4 separate regions of the Sus scrofa genome follow, and all the other regions are linked to region 4. Evidence: chromatin contacts called from public HiChIP or PLAC-seq data. All regions are on one chromosome and are shown on one strand. The core of a region is the stretch at or near the end of the contact, and the rest is flanking DNA. Distances in the headings are between cores, read along the strand shown. Region 1 overlaps SLC43A2 (large neutral amino acids transporter small subunit 4). Region 2 holds the start of SLC43A2 (large neutral amino acids transporter small subunit 4). Region 3 holds the start of SMYD4 (SET and MYND domain-containing protein 4). Region 4 holds the start of TLCD2 (TLC domain-containing protein 2).

Region 1 (6,170 bases), core at 1,742-4,241, 110 kb after region 4:
GCCAGCCTCTCCCAAGGAGATGAGATTTGGTCCAAGCTGGAGGCACAGGGGGTTAAGATGTGCCAGGGCGAGCTGAGGTTATTGGCACACAGGGTGTCTGATGACCAAACACCCAGGCCCACAGGGCCAACCTCCCCTTGCAGTTCAGCCCAGGGGGAGCAGGACTGCCGGGTACCCCCCACCTGCTGCCCTCCGCTGACCCTGCCTTCCGCCCTGCCCCGTGCCCGCCCCTGTGCCTCTCAGGTCATCTATGACTTTGGTGCCTCCTTCATCGTCATCCTCGTGGCCTGGGCCGGCTGCTCCGGGCTGGTTTTCCTCAACTGCTTCTTTAACTGGCCCCTGGAGCCCTTCCCGGGGCCAGAGGACATGGACTACACGTAAGTGGACATGCCGTCTGCCCCCACCCCCCTGCCCCGGCCAGGGGCCCGGGCAGCGCTGACAGACACTCTCCCTTGGCCTCCAGGGTGAAGATCAAGTTCAGCTGGCTGGGCTTTGACCACAAGATCACAGGGAAGCAGTTCTACAAGCAGGTGACCACGGTGGGCCGCCGCCTCAGCGTGGGCAGCTCCATGCGGAGCGCCAAGGAGCAGGCGGCGCTGCAGGAGGGCCACAAGCTGTGCCTGTCCACCGTCGACCTGGAGGTCAAGTGCCAGCCCGAGGCCGCAGGTACGCAGCAGGAGCGTCTGCACCCACACCCACACCCGTAACCCCGGCAACGTGGAGGGGGCCACCAGGGCAGATGTGGCAGCGCCCCGGTGGCGGGGACCAGTGCCGGCTGAGAGCGCTGCGGGCACCGTCTCCTTAATTCCCACTTCATCTCCCAAGGGCGGGCGGCACCATCCACCCAGGCTCAGAGAGGGTCAGGGATCCGCCCAGCTTGTCTCCTGCAACCGGGGACCCAGCTCCTGCCCCCGTGCCCTGCGCCTCCTCCGGCCGCCGTGCCCAGCCCCCGGGTTCTCGCTGAGTGCCCGCCTTCTCCCCACAGCGGCCCCCTCGTTCATGCACAGCGTGTTCAGCCCGATCCTGCTGCTCAGCCTGGTCACCATGTGCGTGACGCAGCTGCGCCTCATCTTCTACATGGGCGCCATGAACAACATCCTCAAGTTCCTGGTCAAAGGCGACCAGGAGATCGGTAGGTGGCCCCGGGCCCCGTTGTGCCGCCCCCGGGAGAGCCCCCCCCGCCCCCGGGAGGGCTGGTCCCTCCCTCCCGCCTGAGGTCAAGCCCGCTGCCCGGCCGGCTGGAGGGTGTCGGGCTGGGCCGGGAGAGGGCAGGCTCCAAGGGCCTGACTGTCAGAGCCGCGTCATCACAGCCGCCCCAAGTGTTCTTGCAGAGTTTCCCGGTTGAGGCGGGAGGGAGGACTCAAATAACTGCCTGCGTTTGGGCGGAACAGTGTTTTTCGTTGCTGGAGGGGACGGCTGACGTGGTGTTTGTAAATGAAAACGCTGCCCAGAACGCGGTCTCCACCTGAGAGCTTGTTGAAAGCCGATCAGGCCAACCCCACGCCAGGAATCCTCCGGGAAACCGCAGGGGCGGTGCGTGGAGGGGCTGGGGGCCGAGGTGGGGGCCCGGCAGCTGCAGCTGGAGCCTGGGGCACCTGGGCCTGCCCTGGGATCTGTGCTCTGAACTGGGAAGCAAGGCCAGGGCAGCCTTCCTCATGTGAGCGTGTGCGTGTGTGTGTGTGTGTGTGTGTGTGTGTGTCTGTGTGTGTGTAATCCAGTCCAGGCTTGCTACTTCTGGTAAACAGAACTGATAACTCACATGCCACTTTCCCAAAAGAGCACAGAAGGTCCTCAGCTGATTAGAGGTTTTGATTCTACAAAGAAAGTCGGTACTTCCTCAGGGCCTGAGCTGAGTCAGCTTTAGTCATCCCTGAGCGGGACAAACACATTCTGGAAATCCTTTTTATTGGCAGTCTCATGGGTGTGCAGCTTTTGGTTGGTTGAATTGTTTTCCCCATGGGGAGATATCCTAAGAATCAAGTCGTTTTTTTTTTTTTTTTTTTTTTTTTTTGTCTTTTTTGGCTGCCCTGCGGTGTACGGAGCTCCCAGGCCAGGGATCAGATCCGAGCTGCAGTTGAGACCTGAGCTGCAGCTGTGACAACACCAGATCCTTAACCCACTGTGCGGGGCCAGGGATCGAATCCGAGTCTCAGCCCTCCCGAGACACTGCCAATCCCATTATACCACAGCGGGAACTCCTCAAACACAGTTTTTACAAAGAATAAGAAACCCAGCCTTAACCAAACGGAAAGATGACAAAGGAGCACAGACAGTGCTGGTTCTGTGCTGAAAATGGGGATTGGACCCAAGACAACATGGGGAAACCCTATCACGTGTCTTTGCAAAAATGTGTAGCAAACAGGAAGAGAGGGAAAAAAATAACCTATTGAGCTTTGGTTTTTTGTTTGCTGGTTTAGCTTTGTTTTGTACGATGATCTTTTCCTAAATTTGGACCCAGGAACCCTGCTATTATGTACCATTCGTTAAAATCTGTGCCCCACACTTAGGGGAAAGCCGGTCTATCATGTCTAAATGGCCCCTGTTGTAAAAACCCTCAGGCCTAGAGAGGTGGAGAGCCCGCTGAACACAGAAAGGCCCTCACTGGCCCTTGGAAGGCAAATTTCCCTGCTGCTGAGTCAGGGCCTTTTACTCTGAGAAATCGTTTGCTGCCCAAGAGGCATTTTTTCCAATTGTTTCCCACTTTAAAAAAGTTAATTTCAAGTAGAGGAAGTTGGGCCAGGAAATTTGGTCCACAGCTGACACGGCATCGGTTTTCCCCATCCTGCTCCTGTGAGCAGTTGTGCTGACCACACACACACACACACACACACACACACACACACACACACACACACACACACACGGCCCTGCTTCTGCCAGGTCTTCTGCGCCCACGCCACTTCCCCATCACGGTCCCCGGCAAGCACCCCGGGCCTGATTCACCAGCCCGCCTGTGACAAGGCACCAGCTGCACATGACTGAGGCCCCAGCAGACAGGAAGACGTCAGCACACACCCCTGCCGGGTCCTCTCCCGCCTCCACTCCCAGAAGCCTGGCTCAAGCTCGGCCTCCCCCAGTGCACTGAGCATCGGGGCTCGCTGGGAAATAGCTTGTGCCCTGGGCCCAGAGCTAGCCTGTCCCGGTGCCCCAACTCCGTCACAGCCTTGGACGTTTCTGCTGCTAACCCCCTCCTCTCTGCTTTTTCACTTTTGCTTTCTTGGTGCAGTGATGGCTACCGGTAAGCCCGAGGGCCTTGTTGGGGAGCACACAGCATCCCCTCCCAGCCAGTCTGTTCTACTGCCTCTCCTTGAACTCCAGACCGCCCGCCCTGCCCTAGTGGCCAGAACTGGGGGGTGGGGGTGGGGCGCCAGCTTTCAGCTTTTATTTGCATGAGAAAATCCCATCGTAACTTAAGGCTCTTTGAAGATGGAAGCCCTGACGTCAGAGCCCTGTGGGTGGTGCCTCCCTGGTGTGTTTCTAGAGGCAGAAAACTAATGGCCAGTCACACACAAAGCCTCTGTCCCAGTCCTTGGTAATTTTGTGGTTCCCAAGTCGCAGAGACTTCCTGGGGCTTCTGGGGGTGGCTGTTGTGACATTCTGGATTTCTTTAGCTGTTTCTTAGAAATAGGCGAGGGGGTTGGAGCAAAGAAGACGGTGGCCTGCCCCTTGCTCTGGCTTTGATTTCAGAGGTTAAGCTCTCCGGGCTGCCCTCGTGACCCACAGGGATCAGAGGGGGTCTGGGGAAGACCCGGGCAGGGCTTGGGGGTCGCGGACTCGGCCCAGCGCGCGCCCCAGCCTCTCCCCGCAGCTCCCGCGCCCCCGTGACACAGGCTGTCTTTTCCCTCAGTGGGCCTCTACACCTCCATCTTTGGGGTGCTCCAGCTGCTCTGCCTGCTCACGGCCCCTGTCATCGGCTACATCATGGACTGGAGGCTGAAGGAGTGTGAAGACGCCTCTGAGGAGCCCGAGGAGAAAGACCCCAACCAGTGCGTAGGCAGGGCCGCCCCGGCCCCCAAGGGGAAGCCCACCGGGTAGGGTGTGAGGCAGCAGCAGGCTTGATGGCAGGTTTTAAAGGGAGCAGGAAGAGTTCCTGTCGTGGCTCAGCGGTTAACAAACCCAACTAGGCTCCATGAGGTTGCGGGTTCAATGCCTGGCCTCGCTCCGTGGGTTAAGGATCCGGAGTTGCCGTGAGCTGTGGCGTAGGTCACAGACTTGGCTCGGATCCTGCATTGCTGTGGCTCTGCCATAGGCCGGCAGCTACAGCTCCAATTCGACCCCTGGCCTGGGAACCTCCATATGCCGCGGGAGTGGCCCTAAAAAAAAGTCAGCAGGAGCAGCGAGAGGGCTGTGCTCAGAGCTGCTCTGGCGCTGGCTCAGCGGAGCGCACGCTTTGGTTTGTCACTTCTGTATGGCACGTCTTGGGTATGTGAAAGCTGGGGAAGCACCAGGGTGAAGGGAGAAGGGGAGAAGCCAGAGAAAGGTCTGTGCAGACCCCGGCTGTCAGACTCTTCTGCTTTTAAGACCTCGCGCGGGAGTCCCCTGGTGCTGCAGCGGAAGCGAATCCAACTACCATCCATGAGGTTGTGGGTTCGATCCCTCACTCAGTGGGTTATGGATTCAGCATTGCCTTGAGCCTTGGTGTAGGTCACCGATTCGGCTTGGATCCCGAGTTGCTCTGGCTGTGGTGTAGGCTGGCAGCTTTAGGCCTGATTCGACCCCTAGCCTGGGAACTTCCATATGCCATGGGTTCAGCCCTAAAAAGCAGGAAAAACCAAAAAACAGAGCTCAGATCCTTAGTCAAATAGCTGTTTGCCTGCAGGGTCTGCTCCCTGGGTGTGAGTGTAACTGCTATAACCTTAATAAGTGTTAATTGATTTGTTCATGATCGTGAACAACAAAAAAAAAGGCACCGGAGCCCTGGTTACAGAAGGGTTGGGCTCTAAGATCAGAGGATGAGTTAAATGCCATCTTCCATGACTCCACCTTCGTGTACTCAGCTATTCTTTGCTGAATCAGGCCCCGTGCCAAGCACTTAATGCCCACTTCTCAGGTAAGCCTCACAGCACTCGAGGAGTTATACCCATTTCACAGATGAGGGAACTGAAGCGAGGCATTTGAGTGGCTGCCTGAGGCCACATAGTAAGGACATGGCGGGCCCGGGCCTCCCTGCCCTCCTCCGCCGAGCCCTTGGCTGTCCTTGGATGGCACACAGCTGTCCGCAGGGTGTCTGTGTGGGTGGTGAGACTTGAATCGGTAATAGCGAGTTCACAAGGAAATGATTACAGAGACAGCTCTGTTATCTGCGTCAGGTTCTCCCGCCACAAGGCTGTTCGTGCCCAGTCCCATTTGCAGCACACGCCCTTCGCCTTCACCCCTGCCCACCCCCCAAGGGGAAGCCCACTCGCTCCCTCATTTGGCTCATCTGGCTTCTCGTCAGCTCCCTGCAGGATTTGGGTGAAGCTGGAGCTAGGAGTGAAGGAGGCTTTGCCACGTCCTGACCCGGGTGCCCTGTCCCCCTCCCTCTGCGCCGTCTGACCTCCGTCTGCAGGGATGCAGTGCGGGGTGCTGATGCACTGAGGTTCCCACTCAGCACCCCGTCCAGAGGGCGCCGTGGGGAGGGTCCCTCGTGCTGGTCTGACCCCCGCTGTCGCTAACACGCCCCTGGGGGTGGTCCCTGAGTCTTGCGCTGACCACAAGCCGTGACTCCCTCGGCCTGACCCCTGGGAGAGCCTGCTCTTCGGGGAGCCCCCAGCTCCTGCGTGTGCTCTGCGTTTCCACAGAGGTGAGAAGAAGAAGAAGCGGGACCGGCAGATCCAGAAGATCACCAACGCCATGCGGGCCTTCGCCTTCACCAACCTGCTGCTCGTGGGCTTCGGGGTGACCTGCCTCATTCCCAACCTGCCCCTACAGGTGCGTGTGGGGAGAGGGAGAGGCCGGGGGGATACGGGGTGACGAGACCGAAAGGTGTAGGATGTGTCGTGGGAGAGCCGTCGCAGAGAGAGGGGTGACTTCGCCGTCATTTAATTCACCTTAGCAGCCAGCCCACCGTGACTGACCGAGGGCCTCCTGCCTGCCAGGCCCTGTGCAGGGCTGGGAACGAGATGTAAGTGAGACTCTGCATTGCAAGTCAATTCTCTGTGAAAGCATCTCTCGTCCCCGTCTTCAGGGGT
Region 2 (6,233 bases), core at 2,698-5,197, 79 kb after region 4:
CTGTAGGGGTTCAGGCTGCTGCTATGGCATGGGGTCAGTCCCTAGCCTGAGAACTTCCACATGCCGTGGGCAACCCCCTCCCCTGCCCCCAAAAATCATTTAGACATGTCTTTTTCTTTTTGACTTCAGGGTTTAATTTCATGCTTAATATAAAAATGGAAAAGTCTTCTGCACCTTAAAATCAGTGAAATAATCTACATTTTCTTCCAGTACTTTAGTGGCTTTGTTTATTTATATTTTTCTTTTTCCTTTTTTGCTTTTTAGGGCCACAGGTGTGGCACATGGAGTTTCCCAGGCTAGGGGCGAGGAATCACAGCTACAGCTGCCAGCCTATGCCACAGCCACAGCAACATGGGATCCAAGCCACGTCTGCGACCTACACCACAGCTTCCAGCAATGCTGGGTCCTTAACCCACTGAGCGAGGCCAGAGATCAAACCCACATCCTCATGGATGCCAATCAGGTTTGTTTCTGCTGAGCCACAACAGGAACTCCCTATTTATGATTTTTTAAACCGAACTATAGTTGATGTACTATATTATATAAGTTACAAGTGTACAATACAGTGATTTACAATTTTTAAAGGTTATGCTCCATTTATAGTTATTCTAAAATATTGGCTATATTCCCTGTGTGTGTGTGTATATATATATGTATGTATATATATATCCATGTAGCTTATTTGATACATAATGGTTTATTTCTTTATGATGTACCAGCAGTGCTGGTGTGGCGCCTTTTACATTCCAGACAAAAAGACCAGGGGAGGAAAAAAACAACCCGAAACCTAGAATTTCATGCAAATTAGACCTGGATTCACATCTCTGTTCTGACATACTTGTGTTGTGACTTTGGAAATGTTACTTAAAACCTGTTTTTTCATCAGGAAAATGGGGATGTAGCTGTCTCCCAAGGTTATTATGGAGATTAAATGACACAAAATAGGAGTTCCCGTCATGGCTCAGCAGAAACAAATCTGACTAGCATCCATGAGGACGCAGGTTCAATCCCTGGCCTTGCTCAGTGGGTTAAGGATCCAGCGTTGCTGTGAGCTGTGGTATAGGTTGCAGATGTGGCTCGGATCTGGCTTGCTGTGGCTAAAATCCTTCCTTCTGAAGGATTTTAGCAGCTCCGATTTGACGCCTAGGTTAGGAAACTCCATATGCCATGGGTGCAGCCCTAAAAAGACAAAAGACAAAAAAAGAAAAAAAAAAAAAAGACACAAAGTATGCAAAGCACCCAGTAAATTTTTAGTTCTCAATAGAGGGTCATTTTTTTGGCTAAGCCCACAGCATCTGGAAGTTCCTCGACCCAGTCAAGGATCAAACCCACGCAACAACCTGAGCCTCTGCCGTGACAGTGGTGAGTCCTTAACCCACTGGGCCACAAGGGAACTCCTAGGAGGTCATTATTATTGTATTACATCATTCTCCCAGCTTTGAATCCTTTGTCCTCTTTTCATTCATTCATGTGTTCATTCCGCAAACTCCCTGTGCATCTGCTTTGTGCTTGCTTCTTTATCAAGGGCTGGCTGGATATACAGAGCTGCCTAAGATAAGAGCATGTCCCCAAAGAGTTCACAGTCAGTGGGAAAAGGGAGAGACAAACAGATGAACAGATAATTACAAAACAAAGCAATCAGTGGACAAAGACAATGGAGACTATTGATGGGAGTGGTTAGGGAAGGCTTCCTGGAGGAGGTGCTGTTCCAGAACACACTATGTTTGAGAGCCAGAGGTGAGAGAACACTGCCCGCAGAAAGGACAAGCAATTCCGTGTGATTGGAGCATCTAGGAGCAGGCTGATCGACCAGAGAGGGGGAGGAGCCTGTGTGGGTCAGGTTGGAGAACTTGAACTTTATCCAGCAGGATAAATGGTAAAGAGCTTCTGGGGAGTTCCCATTGTGGCTCAGTGGCAATGAATCACACTAGCATCCATGAGGACACAGGTTCGCTCCCTGGCCTCGCTCAGTGGGTTAAGGATCCAGCATTGCTGTGAGCTGTGGTGTAGGTTGCAGATGTGGCTTGGATCTGGCGTGGCTGTGGTGTAGGCCGGCTGATATAGCTCCATTTGGACCCCTGGCCTGGGAACTTGCATATGCTGCGGTGCAGCCCTGGGGGGGAAAAAAAGTTTCTGAAGGATTTTAGCAGAGGGCTGATTTACCAAGGTTAGCTTTGCATTTCCCATCATTCACTGAGATGGAGTGGGGTGGAGAGATGGATTTGAGTGGCTGAGATTGGAGGCTGGAGGAACAGCAGATGCAGTGCTAGGGACAGACATGGGCAAATTAGAGAACCACTTAGGAGACAGGGATTGTGGGGGGAAGGAGAGGGAGAATAACAGCAGGTACCGGGATGCTGACGGGATGGTTCACGGTATCCAAGTTCAGAGGGTAGTGGTGCCATTATCTGTAAAAGAATGGGAGGAACAGTTTGCCACGGAGGGGGGAAGTGAACTATTTTAGAGAGGTGTTTGAAATGTTATAGAAATGTGTATGGAACAACTGCCTGGAGACAGCCCTCAAGCAGGTGGCTCTAGGATGGAGGGAGGGGAAGACTGAAGTCTGTCAAGTGACAGCTGCAACCCTCTGAGGCGATGCAGCTCTTCAGGGTGTCGTAACAGGATAGTTGACTAACCAGGAACCCCCAAGCCCACAATGCCAGGTGTGCTTTGAGCAAGGTTGCCAGCGGTAGGTTCAGGGCAGCAGGGGGCGCCCTCGGTCTCGGGGATGTGAAGCAGGATGCTGCTGGGGCTGCCACAGCCCTGGTGTGATAAGCCAGGCTCCCGGAGCTTGCCAAGAAGACCCGAATCTGAGAACCCAAATATGAATCTAAGAGCCGAATCGGGGACACCAACGGCCCACGGAGGTCGGGCCAGTGCCTGAAATGGGGGAGAACCTCCAAATGCAGCTGAACCTCCAGAGCCCAGGCTCCCCCTCTCTTGCCCTGGCTGTTCCTCGGGCATGTCCAGGTCTCTGATCAGACCGGGAACCTGGAACCCTCCCGACCCTACGTGCTCTCCCAGAGTCCTGACTTGTGTTGGCAGCTTGGCATTGCCCACCCCGAAACCCTGCAGAAAGGGCCCTAACCTGAAGATGTCAGGGAACAGGGCGTAAGGGGATGGAGGTGGCGCAGGGCAGTGGGAATGGAGTGGGCAACTCGGGCAGGGAGCACCAAGATGACTGTTCTGGTGGGAGCCCCCGAGGGGACCAAGGAGAACGAAAAATGGGGTGGTGGGGGGAGTGGTCAGAGTCTGGATGGGGTACCTGAGGAAATAGTAACTTAGGAGGCAGACAAGCCCCCAACTCCCACTTGGGGATCCCTGAGGGATCGGGCAGATGGCACCCATAAGGGGGGTCGGTGAATTAGGAGAGAGTCACTCCATGCTTGCACAGATGTCCGGGGATGTGGGATGTGCAGACAGAACCTAGATGGGAGTTGCCGGCAGCAAGAAAGCAAAAAATCAGGACACAAAGCCCAAAGCAGCTAGGAAAGCAGCGGTGCATGGGAAGGAGGCAGTGGAGATGGCGAGAGTGGAAGGACCGAAGTGGAGCCAGAGCATCCGCGTGGTGCCCAAGGCAGCGGGGAAACTGGGGACGACGCAGCCGGCCAGAGCAGAGCAGAGCGCGGGAGCCAGGCTGAATGCTGGAGCCCAAAGTAGTGCGCGAGGGGGACCAGCGTGCAACTGGGGAAGTCCGGGGGCGCCGAAACGCGGAGCAGGGGACCCAATCGAGAGACAGAGCTTCGGGGTGAGCCTCTGGAGGGGCGATGAGGCAATGGCGTTGGGGGTTCCCGGACGGGCGGTGACTACTCTCTAAGGCAGCCGAGCAAAAACTCGGGCCGACGCTGCCCCCCGGCACCCCCCCGCCCCCAGCTCTCTTGTTTGTCTCCTAGTCCGGCCGGAACCGGCTTCTGCTCGCGGCGGGGCGGGCGGGTGGGTGCTGATTGGTTAACGCCTGTTTCCAGCCCCACTCAGCCAATCAGCGCGCGGCAGTGTTTTCATCTTAGGGTCAGAATAAAAGGGCTGGAATAAAAGGGGGGCAGAAAAGGCGCCGGCCGGGCCCGATACACACCAGTAGGAGCTGGGTGAGCTGGGTGAGCTGGATTCTGGGGACCTGGGCTCCGGGCGAGGTAGCTGGCGGGTAGAAGGCTCAAGAGTAAGGGGGTAGGGAGAAGACGTGTGCATATGAAAGGAGAGACACTGAATGGATGAGGAGCCAGCAGGAAAGAGATGACGAATCGAGACGGGAGCAGGGGGATGGAGAGATGGGATCCCACTTCCTTAGAACGAACTAATTGCCAAGGAAACGGCCCAGGCCAGGGGTCGCGCGGGTGGCTCGCGCCGCCGGTTTGAACCGGCTTCGCCTCTCCCATGCGGGGTTCGCGTGGCCGCAGCGCCTAGCGACCTAGACAACAGCCAATGGCAATGCAGTTCCTGTGCCGACAGGCCAATGAGCGGGCCGTGGGCGGGCCGTTTCGGAGCTGTGTGCGCGGATTTTGTGGTTAAGGGAGCAGGGTCTGGGAAAGGGTCTCCTGTGCGGGCGGGCGCCGGTGAGGGTCCCAGGGAGTGGCAGCCCGCAGGTATGCCCTTTCCCAAGTATTCGGACCTCTAACTGCCTCCCCTGTCAGCCCCCAACCTGTGTCAATCCTGATGGGAGCCAGGGCCAATTCCATGTCCCTAAGCAGACGTTAGTCCCTTCTAGTTTCCATGCCTCAGTTTCCCTCCGATTGAGCCGCGGAGGAAATCTCCCTGCTTGGTCCGAGCAGGTCTCCCGGAACTGCGGGCCGGCGGAAAAGCCAGCGGCGGAGAGGGTGGCCCAGAGGACACCAGGGGGACAGGGCTGGGGTTTCATTCGCTGCGCGCTCTTGCCTCCTGGGCGCAGAGGGGTGACAAGCTCCGCGCGCTGCGGCAGCGGCCCGGGTTGGCAGCCTCTGGTCGGCCGAGCCGAGCGCTGACGGCTAAATCTCTGCGCAGGTGCCTGCAGAGCCGGAGCCCGAGCCCGAGCCCGAGCCGCAGCCGGGCCGCCGCGCCGAGCCATGGCGCCCACCCTGGCCACAGCCCATCGGCGCCGCTGGTGGATGGCCTGCACCGCCGTGTTGGAAAACCTCCTCTTCTCGGCAGTCCTCCTGGGCTGGGGTTCGCTGCTGATCATGCTCAAGTCGGAGGGCTTTTACTCCTACCTGTGTTCTGAGCCAGGTAAGACGGGCGCACGGGCTCGCGGGCTCGCGGTGGGTCCCGGAGTGGGGGCTTCGGGTGACGGCGGATTGGCGGTGTAGATCTAGCCAGCGAGACCACCTCACTGCGCAGCACCTCCTAGTTCGCAAAAGGCCCATTTGATCCTAACTCAGCACTGCTGGGTACATAGATAGCGCTATCCCTTTTTGAAGGAACTCAGGCTCAGGCTTGCCTGAGGCCACACAGCTGGGGCCTGTGATAGTTCCAGAATCCCCGAGTCCAGGGTGTTCTTTCCATCACCTGAGAACATGACGAGGCTCCTCTCCTCCCAGGGCCTGGCACACCGCTGGCCTTGCAGTAAACATGTTGCTCTCGGACTGTAAGAAAGAGGAACTCCTGACTCAGTGGCTGGGGTGCAGCAAGAGAGAGGAAGTGGCTTGGCCTCCACCCCAGGGAAGGTTCATCTAGAATCTAGATGTTTTTCAGTCGGGCCATTATGGAGTCTCTTAAGGGCTTGTCAGATACAATTTCTTGTCTATTTTTGCTGCTTTACGATTTTCCAAAGGACATTTCCTCCCACAGGCTGTGAGAACGTCTCAGTGGCCTTCTCCCTCCGTGGGGGGGGAGGGGAAGGGGGGGTATTTATGGAAATGACACTAAGCCTGTCCTCACCCTTTGCCACATGTGGGCGTTGTTGAATGAAGGCTGGGGATGCTTGTCTACCGGAAATCTAAACCCCACCCCTACCTTCACGCCCCTGACCTTGTTTAAAGATCCTGGTTGCTGAAGGTCAGTGGATTCACCCTAACTGTGGGATCCAAGTGGCTCCCAATCTCGACCCTTCTAACCCCTCTTCCTAGGCAACCTTGATAGGACATGTTGCCCTCTGCCCCCTCACTGCCCCCCAACAGTGGCTCCCTAATGGTTGAGCTCAGTAATGTCTCTCTGCCCAGGACCTTTTTCAGCCAGCCCCTGCCCAAGTCCCCTTCGTTGGAGACAGCCCAGGCCTGACCCCCTGAATGGCCCCACTGGCGAGCCTTTTTCCCCCAGAGCCCAGA
Region 3 (6,141 bases), core at 3,343-5,842, 91 kb before region 4:
CAGCTACACAAAGAAAGAGCTTCAATAACCTACGCAGGGGCTACCTTGAGTTTCTCCCTGAATTCTAAGTTATGCATACACAGAAAGAGGCGCCACGGGCCAGCTAAAGCCGAAAAATTACTGGAGCTCACCCAGGGTACGATGCGTTCGAGTTCCAATTAGACAGAGTGGAGAGAACTCAGTCAACACCCGGTGCATTCAGTAGAAATCCCAGAAAGGCCATGATTTAGAAACGGGAATAAACCAGCCCCAAAGCAAAAGCTACTCTAGGCCCACTACAGTCTCAAAGGGATGAGGTGATCTGCAAGTCAGCTAACCGCCTGCCAGAACAACTCATGTTCTTTATACACATCATTTAGGCACCGAGTAACGTATTACTCGTAATGTCCAGTATCTAGTCAAAAATCACCAAATTATTTGAAGGTGGACATAAGTTAGAGGTGTATGCTACAACCTTGAGGCCATTCTCAAACTGCACTCTGGGGTCCCAAGACCTTCTCAGAGGTACGTAAACTCAGAACTATTTTCATTATGATAAACAAGATTTTGCCCTTGTCACTCTCATTCATTCAATACAAAGAAAAATTGGTTGAAAGAGTAATAAAACTTTATTTATTTTTTTGGTCTTTTTAGGGCCACCTATGGAGGTTCCCAGGCTAGGGGTCCAATCAGAGCTATAGTCGCCTGCCTACGCCACAGCCACAGCAACGCCAGATCCGAGCCGCGTCTGTGACCTACACCACAGCTCATGGCAATGGCAGATCCTTAACCCACTGAGCAAGGCCAGGGATCGAACCCACCTCATGGTTCCTAGTCGGGTTCGTTTCTGCTGCGCCACAACGGGAACTCCTAATAAAACTTTATATTGTTACCACTGATGACTGTCTACTGGATGAAAAAAATCAGTAAAAGAAATCACAGCAGTGCTACTTTCTAATGATACAGCAGCTTGCTGAATTAAAGAACAAGCTACATCGTGCTTGAGCTACTATCTCTCCTGAAAAATTCTTTTGTCTTACACATGGATGCATCTATAGATGTGGCTGGACTTGCTGCTTTGCTTGTATTCATCTGGTAACAGCACCAACTGGTCATCTGGTAAGATTTTCCTTCTTTCATGGGAATGCTTGACAACAAACAGATTATGCTGAACTAGTCAAAGGGTTGAATTACTTTCAAAACTCCTGCTTCATCCTGGGACAGCTGTGTTGACATTTGCACGGATGGTGCAAAGCAGTGGGAGGTAAAACTACTGGTGCCCGAGCAGAGTTACTATATTAGTAGTCACTGTATTATTGCTCACTGCCCTGAATGCACTGGAAGGTGCGGTTCAATGAAAAAAAATGAAGCTTGATGACGAAGTAAAATTATTTATCATGTTAAATCTTACTCCTTGAGGAGTTTTATTGTGGTGCAGTGCCTTAAAGGATCCAGCATTGTCACTGCAGGGGCATGGGTCGCTGCTATGGTGTGGGTTTGATCCTGGGCCTGGGAAGTGCCACATGCCATGGGCGTGGCCTAAATAAATAAATAAATAAATAAATCTATCTTAATCCTTGAAAACAAATTTTTTAAAATATTTTCTTTAACAATGCGGAAAGCATGCAAAAAATACTTCTGCTGCATACTTAAGTGTGGCTCTGGCCACGAGGTAAGGCACTTGAGCAAACGTTCGAGTTGCATGTGGAACTGGCCCCCCCCTTTTTTTTCATGGAACATCATTTTTTACTTGAAAGGGCAAGTGATAACATATGGTCATTCAGCCTTGAGAATTTAGTAGGTATTTTCTCAAAAATAAAACAAACTGGGACAATTAACCATACTTGTGACTGACGAACAAACAGTTTTCTAATGAAAAGCAGGACTTTGAAAACTTGTATTCACCAACTTCCCAACACCAACAGACTTTTCTGAGCAAATCCGTAATGAGGTTAATAAGCACAAATTTTTGTGATATAATTAAACAGGTCACTATCTGGAAGATCTGTATAAGGCAACGAACCAATATTTTCCAAATGACAGACACACTCATTACCAATAATACACAGGTACAAGATAGAAGACCCCGTCCCTGTGGAGTTTAGGGTGTGTCACCCCCCAGCAGGTAGATGTGTCCAACAACCTGGAAGCTCTTTGAACTTTGCTGTTGAGGGATTATTCTGAAGGTCCCATTTCGTAGGCGTGATTGATTGAAACACTGGCCAAGGGTGGCTGGCTCAATCTCCAGCCTTTCTCCCGTGGGATGAGGAGTAGAACAAAAAGTTCCAACCCTTCAATCACATAGTTGGTTCTCCTGGCAATCAGTCACCATCCTGAAGCTATCCTGGGGTTCACCAAGAGTTACCTCATTAAGGTAAACTCAGGTATGGCTGAAAGGGGCTTAAGTTCCTCCTACCCCAACACTCAGGAAATTCCAAGGGTTTTAGGAGTTCTGTGTACCAGAAACTGGACAAAGACCAAATGTTTCTTATTATATTACAGTATCACAAAGATCAAAAGAGAAGCCTAAAAGGGCTCTTAAAATACTCTTCCTTGGAGTTCCCTGGTGGCCTAGTGGTTAAGGATTTGGTGTTGTCACTACTGTGGCTCTGGTTTGGCCTGGGAACTTCCATATGCTGCCAGTACAGCCAAAAAAAAAACCCCAAAGGAGTTCCCATCATGCCGTGGCAGAAATGAATCCGACTAGGAACCATGAAGTTGCGGGTTCAATCCCTGGCCTTGCTCAGTGGGTTAAGGATCCTGCATTGCTGTAGCTATGGTATAGGCTGGCGGCTGCAGCTCCCATGGAACCCCTAGCATGGGAACCTCCATATGCCACGGGTGCGGGGAAAAGCAAAAAGAGAGAGAAAAAAAAAAAAGAGGGATTCACTGAGAAAGTAACTGAGCCAAGACTTGAAGATCACGTTAGCCAGCAAGAGGAGAATGAAGAACCACCCAGACAGTAGATACTGGTTAAAAAATGTTCAAAGGCCCTGTGGAAAGCAAGAGTATGAAATATACCAGGAATTTAAATTTTTACAAAAATTTTTTAATTAAAAAAAAACAAAAAAAAAACCTCTGGAAAGTAGGAAAGAACAGGTAGGAATGGAGAGTTATGCTGGGGAGAAGTGAGCAGGCCAGGCCAGAAACAACGGTTCCAGTGTGGATGGAGAAAAGTAGATGGATTTAAGAGATACACATGGAGCAGAGTTCCCATTGTAGCTCAGTGGTAATGAACCTGACTAGTATCCATAAGGACTCAGGTTCCATCCCCGGCCCCACTCAGTGAGTTAAGGCTCCAATGTTGCTGTTAGCTGTGGTGTAGGTCACAGACGTGGCTCAGATCCTGCACTGCTGTGGCTGTGGTAGGGGCAACCCCTAGCCTGGGAACTTCCATGTGCTGCAGGTGCAGCCCTAAAAAGACAGACAGAAACACACAGACACACACACACACACACACACAGATATATATGGAGGTAAAACACACCAAACTTTGTGTGTGGAGAGAGATGGCACATCCAGGGTGATGGAGTTTGCCAGAAGAATGACTCCACAATTTCTGGCTCAAATAATTTAGTGAATAGTGGTTCCATTCACTCAGACAACAAACAGTAGAGGTCCAAATTTAGAGAGATAATGGATTCGCTTTGGCACAGTAGAATTTAAAATGTTTTTGCGATATTGGGTACAAAGGCAGATTATAGAGGCTTGTCTTTCAGAGTAAAGGGGGCTCCGGACAAAGAAATCTGTGAACAATTGACACACAGAAAGTAATTGGATTGTCTTGGGAGAAGAGGGCCTTGTGCAGAGCCTTAAGTCAACAAAATTTACTGAGACCTAGAAATAAGACAGGGAAAGACCAGCCAAGCTGAACCACAGAAACCAAAAGAAGGTATTACCAGAAGAAAGCAACCCTCAGTGGACAAACGCTGCTGAGAACCCTGAGTAAATTAAAATCTCAAAATTGTCTGTTGCATTTAACGTCCTGGAGGCACTGCTAACTTCAGCCAGGGTTACTTCTATAGTGATCAAAGGAGAGACAGGCGTCCGTTAAAGAGTTAATGGAAGGCAAGGAAATGAAATAACTGAAAACAGACAACTCTGGAAAAGTTTGGCTGCGGATAGGGGGAGGGGAGGAGACAGAGTGGCCAGGGAGGAGATGGGTGAAAATCAAGAGTTTATTTTGTTTTGCTTCCTTAAGCAGGAAACATATGAGCGTGTTTAAAAGACGACGATGGAGAAAATCCTTTGCAGCGTGATGATTACTGGGGGTCCCCCGGCGGTTCCTCCCCGGCCCCCCGCTACCTCCTCCTCCCGGGTTCTCTCCCGCTTCTCTACCCCGCACAGCCCCAGGGCCCACAGCCACCCCGGCCCGCCAGCATCTTCTCACCGCAATGGCCCCCTCGCTCAGGTGGCCCACCATGGTTCCGCCACGCCAACTCCCGCGCTCCGGTTCTCCCGCAGCCCTGGCTTCACTCCCGGCCCCGCGCGCTCCAAAGCGATTGGCCTGAGTTGCTGCTAGCACTGCTTCCGCCTCCTAACATGCGCACGGCACGGGGGCGGGTCTAAGGGCCGAGCAGCCACCGCATTGGCTGAGGCGCGGCGGGCAGCCCACGTGACCCACCAGAGCCCGGGTCCCGGGCCTAGTCGCTGGATGGTGGGGCCTTGGCGCGGGCCGCGGAGCCTCCGGGCGCGCGAAGCGTGACGCAGGAGTAGCGAGCGAAAGGCGCGAGAGAGACGCGTTTCAGGAGCTTTCCCAGTGGGCTCTCGGAAGCGTACCCCACACGGCCCTTACCCGGCGGACAAAGACTGGTAGCCCAGGGCAGTGGTAGCGCTCTTCCCAAATACCTCTGCTGTTAGTAGTTAAAGCAATGACCTGACTCCTTCAGCAACCCAGCGCTCAGCTCCCGCTCAGCTCCCGCAGGCGCCAGACCCTGGGCTTGGCACAGTGGAGGTTTCTCCGGGTAAATAAGACCTGGTCCCTATCCTCAGAGGAGAGCGCAGTCTTTCGAGGAACTTTCTGCTGTGAGTAGCCCTACCTCAAGGTAGAGTGGTTTGAGCCCCAGGAGAGACAGAGTAGGCTGCTAGCACAGGTGGGAAAATCAGGGAGAGCTTCCCAAAGGAGGCACCATTTGAACTGGGTTTTGAAGGGTGTGTGGAAACTTGCCAGGTGGACTTCAAGTGTGGTTAGGGATGCTCCTGGAAGAATAAATATAGCCTTGGCAAAAATTAGCGAGATGAACAGCGTGATAAGCTGGGGGCAGCTTTGAGTAGCTAGGACAGTAGGGTACAGAGGAAGTGAGACTTGAGCATTATGAAGGAAGCCTAGCGTCAGGTAATGAAGGGTTTATACTGGGGTCTCCTAAGAAAGTTTTGATGCATTTAAGGTGGAGGACTGTTATCTGTCTCATTGTGGACGATGGGTTGAATTTGGAATGGGGAATGGGCGTTCTAAGGGCATGGAGATTGGTTATGACACTCTGGAAAGAATGCCAGGCAGGAAATGGTGAGGGCTTGAACTAAATGAGTGACCTGGAGACTGAAAAGGAAAAACCGAACTGTGTAAAAGATAAGTTATTTGCTAACTTAATAGCTGCTGGGGAGGAGTTCCCGTGATGGCTCAGTGGTAACGACCCAACTAGTATCCATGAGGAAAGGGGTTTGATCCCTGGCCCACTCAGCTGCAGTGTAGGTTGCAGACTCCGTTGCTGTGGCTGTGGTGTAGGCCAGCAGTTACAGCTCCAGTTGGAGCCTTAACCTGGAAACTTCCATGTGCCTCAGGCGCAGCCCTACAAAACAAAAAGAAAAGAAAAAGAAAGCTGACTTTGTTCCAGGCATCAGGCTAGGCGATGGTTATACAATGATTAATCGTAGTAGTCACCATCCCTGACCTCTTAGACCTCCATCTACCCTTGATGGTCAAGTCAGAAAACTGAGACATGGCAGATTTTTTTTCTCACTTTACCCAGGACCTTTTTTTTTTTTTCTTCTTCACAGCTGCACCAGAGGCATATGGACGTTCCCAGGCCAGGGGTCAAATCAGAGCTGTAGCGCCAGCCTACACCACAGCCACAGCAACACTGGATCCTTAATCCACTGAATAAGGCCAGGGATCGAACCTGCATCCTCATGGATACTAGTCAGGTTCGTTACCACTGAGCC
Region 4 (6,167 bases), core at 2,138-4,637:
CGAGTCCCTTCACTGCCTCCATGCTGCCTTCCAAAAGAAAGAGCGTTAATTTTCCAAAATATTTCGTCAGTAACACTCCACTTGGCCCTCAGGACACTCAGTGAGGTAGGAAGGATGGTTATTATTATGTTTCACAGGTGAAAACCAAGAACCTCCAAAGAGGCTCATCCATTTGGCAGAATGGAGACTTAGAATCTGGAGCACAGACGGTCTGTCCCGGGAGGCCTTTTGTGTGTGTGCTTCAGGGCAGTCTGGGGGAGAGAAGTAGCCCAGGCTCAAAGGCCTGGAGTTCTTGGGAGGAAATGTTCCCCCAAGACTTCCTGTTGAAGATCTGCCTCTGCTGTGCCACAGAGCCTGCCTGCTGTGGTCAGGGCCTTGCAGATGCCACGGTGGCTGGGAGGAGGGTGCAGCACAGGACAGAGAGCAGAAACCAGAGAGCTGGCACCAAAGCTACAGGAGTTCTTTCAGGGTCTCAGTTATGATTCATTTGCAGGATAGGCCATTGTCTTCCCAGAACCCACTCTCTGTTTTTTTGAGTCCCACTCCTGGAAGGAGAGTTTACCTCACACAGGGAGTCTGGTGTGGAGATGTGGGAGTTCCATAAAGGTACTTAAGAAAAACTAAAGTCCTAATTGGAGAGGAAACAGGAATGGCTCAGCCATGATCCGATGCCATCGTATTTTCTTTCTTGAAAGGGCAACCAGAGCCCCTGCTTGGTCACATGATCTTGGGCAGTAATAACTTAAAACCACCATTTATGAGAACTGATTAGGAATCAGGCATCTCACCAAGCACTTTGCATACTTTGATTTGTTTAATTCTTACTGCAACACTTTTTTTTTTTTTTCTGTCTTTTTGCCGTTTCTAGGGCTGCTCCTGCGTCATATGGAGGTTCCCAGGCTAGGAGTCGAATCGGAGCTGTAGCCACCGGCCTATGCCAGAGCCACAGCAACGCGCGATCCGAGCTGCATCTGCGACCTACACCACAGCTCACGGCAACGCCAGATCCTTAACCCACTGAGCAGGGCCAGGGACCGAACCCGCAACCTCATGGTTCCTAGTCGAATTCATTAACCACTGCACCTCGATGGGAACTCCTGCAACACTTTTTTTTTTAAGCCACACCCAAGGCATGCAGAAGATCCTGGACCAGGGATCAAATCTGCGCTATAGCAGTGACCCAAACCACAGCACTGACCCAAACCACAGAGCTGACAATGCTGGATCCTTAACCTACTGAGCCACCAGGGAACTCCCCTCAGCCCTTTTTAAGAAGAGTTTTTTGGGTTGTTTGTTTTTTAGGACCTCATCCATGGCATATAGAGGTTCCCAGGCTAGGGGTCTGATCAGAGCTACAACTGCTGGCCTATACCACAGCCACAGCAACACCAGATCCTCAACCCACTGAGCGAGGCCAGGGATCAAACCTGCAACTGCATGGTTCCTAGTCGGATTCATTTCTGCTGCAGCACGACGGGAACTCCTGAAGATAGTTTTATATCCATTTTAGGATGAAGAAGCTGACTACCTTAGGTAACTTGCCCAAGGTCACATAGCTAAGAAGTCGTAGAGCCATGATTCAAACTCAGGCCCATCTCACTCTATAAGCAATGTTCTTCATACTCCTTGGCCATGCACTACTATTTTTTCACCTGGGAAATGAGGTGTCCCTTGACAATCTTGTATTCCCGACATTGGTCTGAGAACCAGAGACCAGAGGATGGATAATTTGGACAGGTGGTACGGCCTGCCTCTTAGTACCAATAAAATTGGGTCCTTGTAGTCTTTGCTCTGGTCTCAGTTTACCTAGCTAGACCAAGCAGGCATTACTTTTTCTTCAAGTTTGTGTGTGCCCTGCCCTCTAGTGGTTCTGGCTTGCAATGCAACAATGACCTTGAGTGTAATTAACCTTACCTCTCAAGACAGTTCTTTCCTTCTCTTAAATAGGGATGTCCTGGCAATACTGGGCACTGGTGTACTAAGATTTCTGAGGCACTGACACCTTCCTCAATCTGAGCCCTAAAACCATGGTTTTCCAAATGTATGATGTACTTCTGATTGAGACCCTGGAATCTGAATTTTTAACAAGCAACAGAATTAAGCAGGTAATTTCCAAGCTGCATCTTGCAATAGAATGCTCTGTGCAGCTCTATTCTCAAATGCTTCCTGAATCCCAACCCACTACCCTTAGGTTTTGGGGAATCTGGTACCAAATTAGCCACTCCCCTTTGCCAATCTCAGTATTGAGTTTCTTGGAGTTCATGGCTTGGATGGTCAGGGAGCGAGGCTGCAGAGCCCCAGCAGTCAGCCTGTGTTGAATGTTAGCTCTTGCTGCTGATCTGGAAGAAAAGTGAAGGAGGCTGGAATTCCCTCCTGCTGCAGAGGAAACGAATCCTCCTAGTATCCAGACAGGGGGTTGATCCCGGGTCTCGCTCAGTGGGTTAAGGATCTGGTGTTGCCATAAGCTGTGGTGTAGGTCGCAGATGTGGCTAAACATTAGTGCACCAACTGTGGGCCAGGTATTGTAGTAAGTGTTTTCAAACATACTTCTTTTGGAGTTCCCCTTGTGGCCCAGTGGAAAAGAATATGACTAGTAACCATGAGGTTGTGGGTTCAATCCCTGGCCTTGATCAGCGGGTTAAGTACTTCCATAAGCAGCAAGTTCGGCCCTAAAAAAAAAAAAAAAAAGCAAACATACTTCTATTTATTTATTTATGGCAATGCCCATGGCATGCAGAAGTTCCCCAGCCTGGAATCAAACCTGACCAAAGCAGTGACCTGAGCCACAGCAGGGATAATGCTGAATCCTTAACTACTAGGCCACCAGGGAACTCCAAACATATTCCTTTTTAAATCCCTACAATAAGCCATGCACTTATTATACATTCTATATTTTTGGGGGGTCTTTTAAAAAAAATTTTTTTTTGTCTTTTTAGGGCCGCACCCATGGCACATGGAGGTTCCCGGGCTAGTGGTCTAGTCAGAGCTACAGCTGCCAGCCTACACCAGAGCCACAGCAATGCCAGATCCGAGCCGCGTCTGCGACCTACACCACAGGTCATGGCAATGCCTAATCCTTCACCCATTGATCAAGGCCAGGGATTGAACTCACAACCTCTTGGTTCCTAGTCAGATTTGTTTTTGCTGTGCCACAACGGGAACTCCTACATTCTATTTTGTAAATGAAAAAAATGAGGCTTAAAGATGTTAAGCATCTTCATCAAACTCAGAGCTAGTAAGGGAGTTCCCATTGTGACTTAGCAGGTTAAGAACCCAACTAGTATCCATGAGGATGTGGATTCGATCCCAGGCCTCGCTCGGTGGGTTAAGGATCCAGCACTGCTGCAAGCTGCAGTGTAGGTTGCAGATGGGGCCCAAATCTGGGGTTGCTGTGGCTGTGGCCCCAGCTGCAGCTCAGATTTGACGCCTAGCCTAGGAACTTTCATATGTCACAGATGTGGCCCTAAAAAAAAAAATCAAAAACCTCACATCTGGTAAGAGCTTGCATTTGAATACAAGTTTGTCTAACTCAATGATTCTCAACTGGGGGCGCTTTTGGCCTCCAGGGGACATTTGGTAATGTCTGCAGACAGTTTTGATTGTCATAAGTAAGGTGTGTGTGTGTGTGTGTGCTGATAGCATCTAATTTGGCTGGGGATGCTGGCAAAAAAGCTGCTATGTACAGGACAGCTTCCGCAAGAAACTATCCAGTCCCAATGTCAATAGTGCTGTGACTGAGAAATCCTGGACTTGAAGCCTGTGCTTTTGCCCTATAGGGAGGGAGGGTGGGGGCATGAAAAGTTAGAACGAGATGGGAAAGGGCCTCCTCCAAGGGGTGAAAAGGGAATGGGGCTTCTATGCTAAGGATAGTGGAGAACAGGGCCAGCTGGTGAGATTTCTTTCTTCCAGGCTTGGCCAAGACCCTGCTCAGCTTCTCCCAACCTTGCCAATTCAGTCCTGGGACTTCACACTAAGCTTGTCCTGGAGTGACCCTGACTCCCAGCTCCAGGCTGGGGCAAAATATTGACCTGGGTCTTCGGGCAGGACTTCCCAGCCAAAGCCCCTGATCCCTGGGGCCATTGCGTGCCACCTGCAGCCCTTGGGCAGCTACACATTAACACCTTTGCAATGAAGGGGTGAAAGTGTTAAAAATGGAGCAGGGCCAGGCCGTGTCTAAGGAGTTAGAAGTGGAGTAACAGGTAAAGCCAGGAGGATCCCGTAGCAAAACCCTGTCTGGAGAGGAAATGGAGCAGGGAGGAGGAGACAGCTTGACCCTGAGGAGGCTTGTTTCCATAACCATTCATCTCTAGGCTTGGTCCTCAGCTTCACTGAACCTTCCCCAGTACCTCTTCCTGGAGCACCTACATACCCCGCCAGCCACCATTCTGGGCCTCCCCAGTAGTGGCCTCCCTATGAGACTGGGGAGGACGGGTCTGAGCTGACTTTGCTGACAGGAAATACCTCTCCTTCCAAGCTCAGAGCCTCTGAAGAACTAACCAGCAGCTTGGGGGAGGGAGGAAGGAGAGGGCGGAGGAGGAAGACAGTCTTGGAGAGGGAAGAGGGAAGAACGTACAAGCAGGTCCTCCATATTTGGGGTTCCATCTCTTTTCTTCCCTCACCCCATGAGGGGGTGGGGATAAGGGGATAGAGGAGGGCAGAACTGGAGGAGGATGTGGTAACAGCTGATTCGTCCCCGGAGGTCAGACTTTCCAACAATCAGCTGTTACTGGGGTGGAAGGCAGGAAGTTTCCTTAAAGGCACAATGTTCTGAACACAGGTTCAGAATTCTGGAGCTCCTAGGAACCATAGCGGTCCCGTGGCAGAGCCCTTGTTGTCATCCTCCATTGGGAGCTTACAGAAAAGTCTTGTATCCCTGTCCACACGTTCCTTTTTGGTGGTGGTGGTGGAGAGGCGCGAGTGATGAGGTGGGGTGGGTCTCAGACTTGCCCCTTTAAATCAGTGGTTCCGCAGCTTTTGCCAAGTCATTGGGTTCCTTTCCTTTCCTTTTTTTTTTTTTTTTTGGTGGGTTTTTTTTTTTTTCCCCTATCTCCCGCCCCTCTATGCTCTGATTGGCCTCTGGGAAAGGAGCTGCCTCCTCATTGGTCTCCACCTTTGAAATCTCTTCCTTAAGTAGGCCTGAGTCAGGGAAAAGCTTCTAGAGGGCGGGACAGAATGGGGGTGTTAGGCAGGGGATGGGATTGCTGGCCAGTTGCACTTTGCCCCGGCCTGTCCCCTGACCACAAATCTAACTTCGACCCTCAGGTGAACCCTGTGCTCTGAATCCTTCGTTAGGAAGCTGCTGCTTGAGAGGCCCTGTCTCTGCGACTGGGGCGAGACATCTTCTACAAGAAGTCTCCTCAGAAGCGCCCTCCAGGAGGGGTGTACTAGACCTCTCCCCTGAAAGCTGGGGCCAGGCGAGGTGGGCAGTCCTCCCTCCCCCCAAACGCCCACAGGAATTTGTATCCCAAAGGAAGAGCCTGGCTGCCATGGGGCTGATTTCCACCTTCAGTTCGGCTCACTCCTGCTAACTCTCCTGCTCCACCTTTCCTTTGAGAGCTGTCGCTTCCCGCAAGAGGTCAGCGAATCCGTTTTGAGAGGCTGTCTAAAAGGATCACTCACGGCTCCAAAAAGGAGGGGCTGTGCCCTTTAAGGACTTCGCCGGGATGGATTCCGAGTTGAGTTTAAAAATGCCAACTCACAGAGCGCGCTGGATTCTGGGAGCGAAGCGTCAGACCGAGAACTACATTGACCAGTATGCACTGCAAACACACACGCCTTTACTTCCTTCTGCTCTTCGGGAGTCGGGTTTGACGTAGTGCTCCTCTAAGCGAGCAGCCTAGGAGGAGGACTGAGCCACACCTTTTCACCTATTGGCCAGCTTGCCAGTCTGTGGGCGTGGCTTAGCGCAACTCCGCTAGGCAAGGGGGTGGCCTCCATGCCAATCAGTGCTAAAACGGCAGGGGAGGCGGGAACGAGGGGAAGTGCAGGCGCCCCCGAGTGGGTGTGGTCACGCTGCCCAGCAGTGGGCGGTGATTGGCCCTGGGCGGTGCGATCGCAGCTTGTGCGTCACGACGCCGCCAGCTGATCGGAGACTGGAGCCGGTGTGTGCTGGGCGCTGGGAAGAGACAGCGCCGCCGGCCGTGGGGATCGGACGCACTGATTCGCTC

What was found. HiChIP or PLAC-seq counts read pairs in DNA pulled down with a chosen protein or histone mark.
Region 1: an H3K27ac HiChIP or PLAC-seq map of alveolar macrophages shows a contact between it and region 4. The contact joins the enhancer-like site here to the promoter of TLCD2 in region 4. A contact is called at or near these places in 1 of 5 promoter capture datasets (liver), 5 of 47 Hi-C or Micro-C datasets (embryonic fibroblasts, liver, skeletal muscle and 1 more) and 2 of 2 datasets of contacts at active chromatin or transcription factors (alveolar macrophages and skeletal muscle).
Region 2: an H3K27ac HiChIP or PLAC-seq map of alveolar macrophages shows a contact between it and region 4. The contact joins the promoter of SLC43A2 here to the promoter of TLCD2 in region 4. A contact is called at or near these places in 1 of 47 Hi-C or Micro-C datasets (liver) and 2 of 2 datasets of contacts at active chromatin or transcription factors (alveolar macrophages and skeletal muscle).
Region 3: a contact with region 4 is called in an H3K27ac HiChIP or PLAC-seq map of alveolar macrophages. The contact joins the promoter of SMYD4 here to the promoter of TLCD2 in region 4. A contact is called at or near these places in 1 of 5 promoter capture datasets (fetal liver), 6 of 47 Hi-C or Micro-C datasets (alveolar macrophages, embryonic fibroblasts, fetal liver and 3 more) and 2 of 2 datasets of contacts at active chromatin or transcription factors (alveolar macrophages and skeletal muscle).

The regions. Positions count from the first base shown.
Region 1 is chr12:47,801,177-47,807,346 of Sscrofa11.1, reverse strand. It overlaps SLC43A2 (large neutral amino acids transporter small subunit 4), which reads left to right. Exons shown (of 15, transcript XM_013990000.2): 7 at 244-377; 8 at 464-666; 9 at 986-1,132; 10 at 3,227-3,238; 11 at 3,848-3,986; 12 at 5,781-5,910. Among named protein-coding and RNA genes, the nearest start is that of PITPNA, 19 kb to the right of the region's middle. Within about 2 kb of position 2,991, at least 68 of the 83 cell types and tissues checked have an H3K27ac peak or open chromatin away from gene starts, as enhancers often do. A contact at or near this core is called in alveolar macrophages, embryonic fibroblasts, liver and 2 more, where this site is marked.
Region 2 is chr12:47,836,841-47,843,073 of Sscrofa11.1, reverse strand. SLC43A2 (large neutral amino acids transporter small subunit 4) reads left to right here and starts at 3,947. Exons shown (of 15, transcript XM_013990000.2): 1 at 3,947-4,085; 2 at 4,975-5,196. The coding sequence starts at 5,037.
Region 3 is chr12:48,008,057-48,014,197 of Sscrofa11.1, reverse strand. SMYD4 (SET and MYND domain-containing protein 4) reads left to right here and starts at 4,592. Exons shown (of 11, transcript XM_021067577.1): 1 at 4,592-5,004. It overlaps RPA1 (replication protein A 70 kDa DNA-binding subunit), which reads right to left and starts at 4,546. Exons shown (of 17, transcript XM_003131822.4): 1 at 4,370-4,546. The coding sequence starts at 4,402.
Region 4 is chr12:47,915,477-47,921,643 of Sscrofa11.1, reverse strand. It overlaps TLCD2 (TLC domain-containing protein 2), which reads left to right and starts at 3,387. Exons shown (of 5, transcript XM_021067585.1): 1 at 3,387-6,167.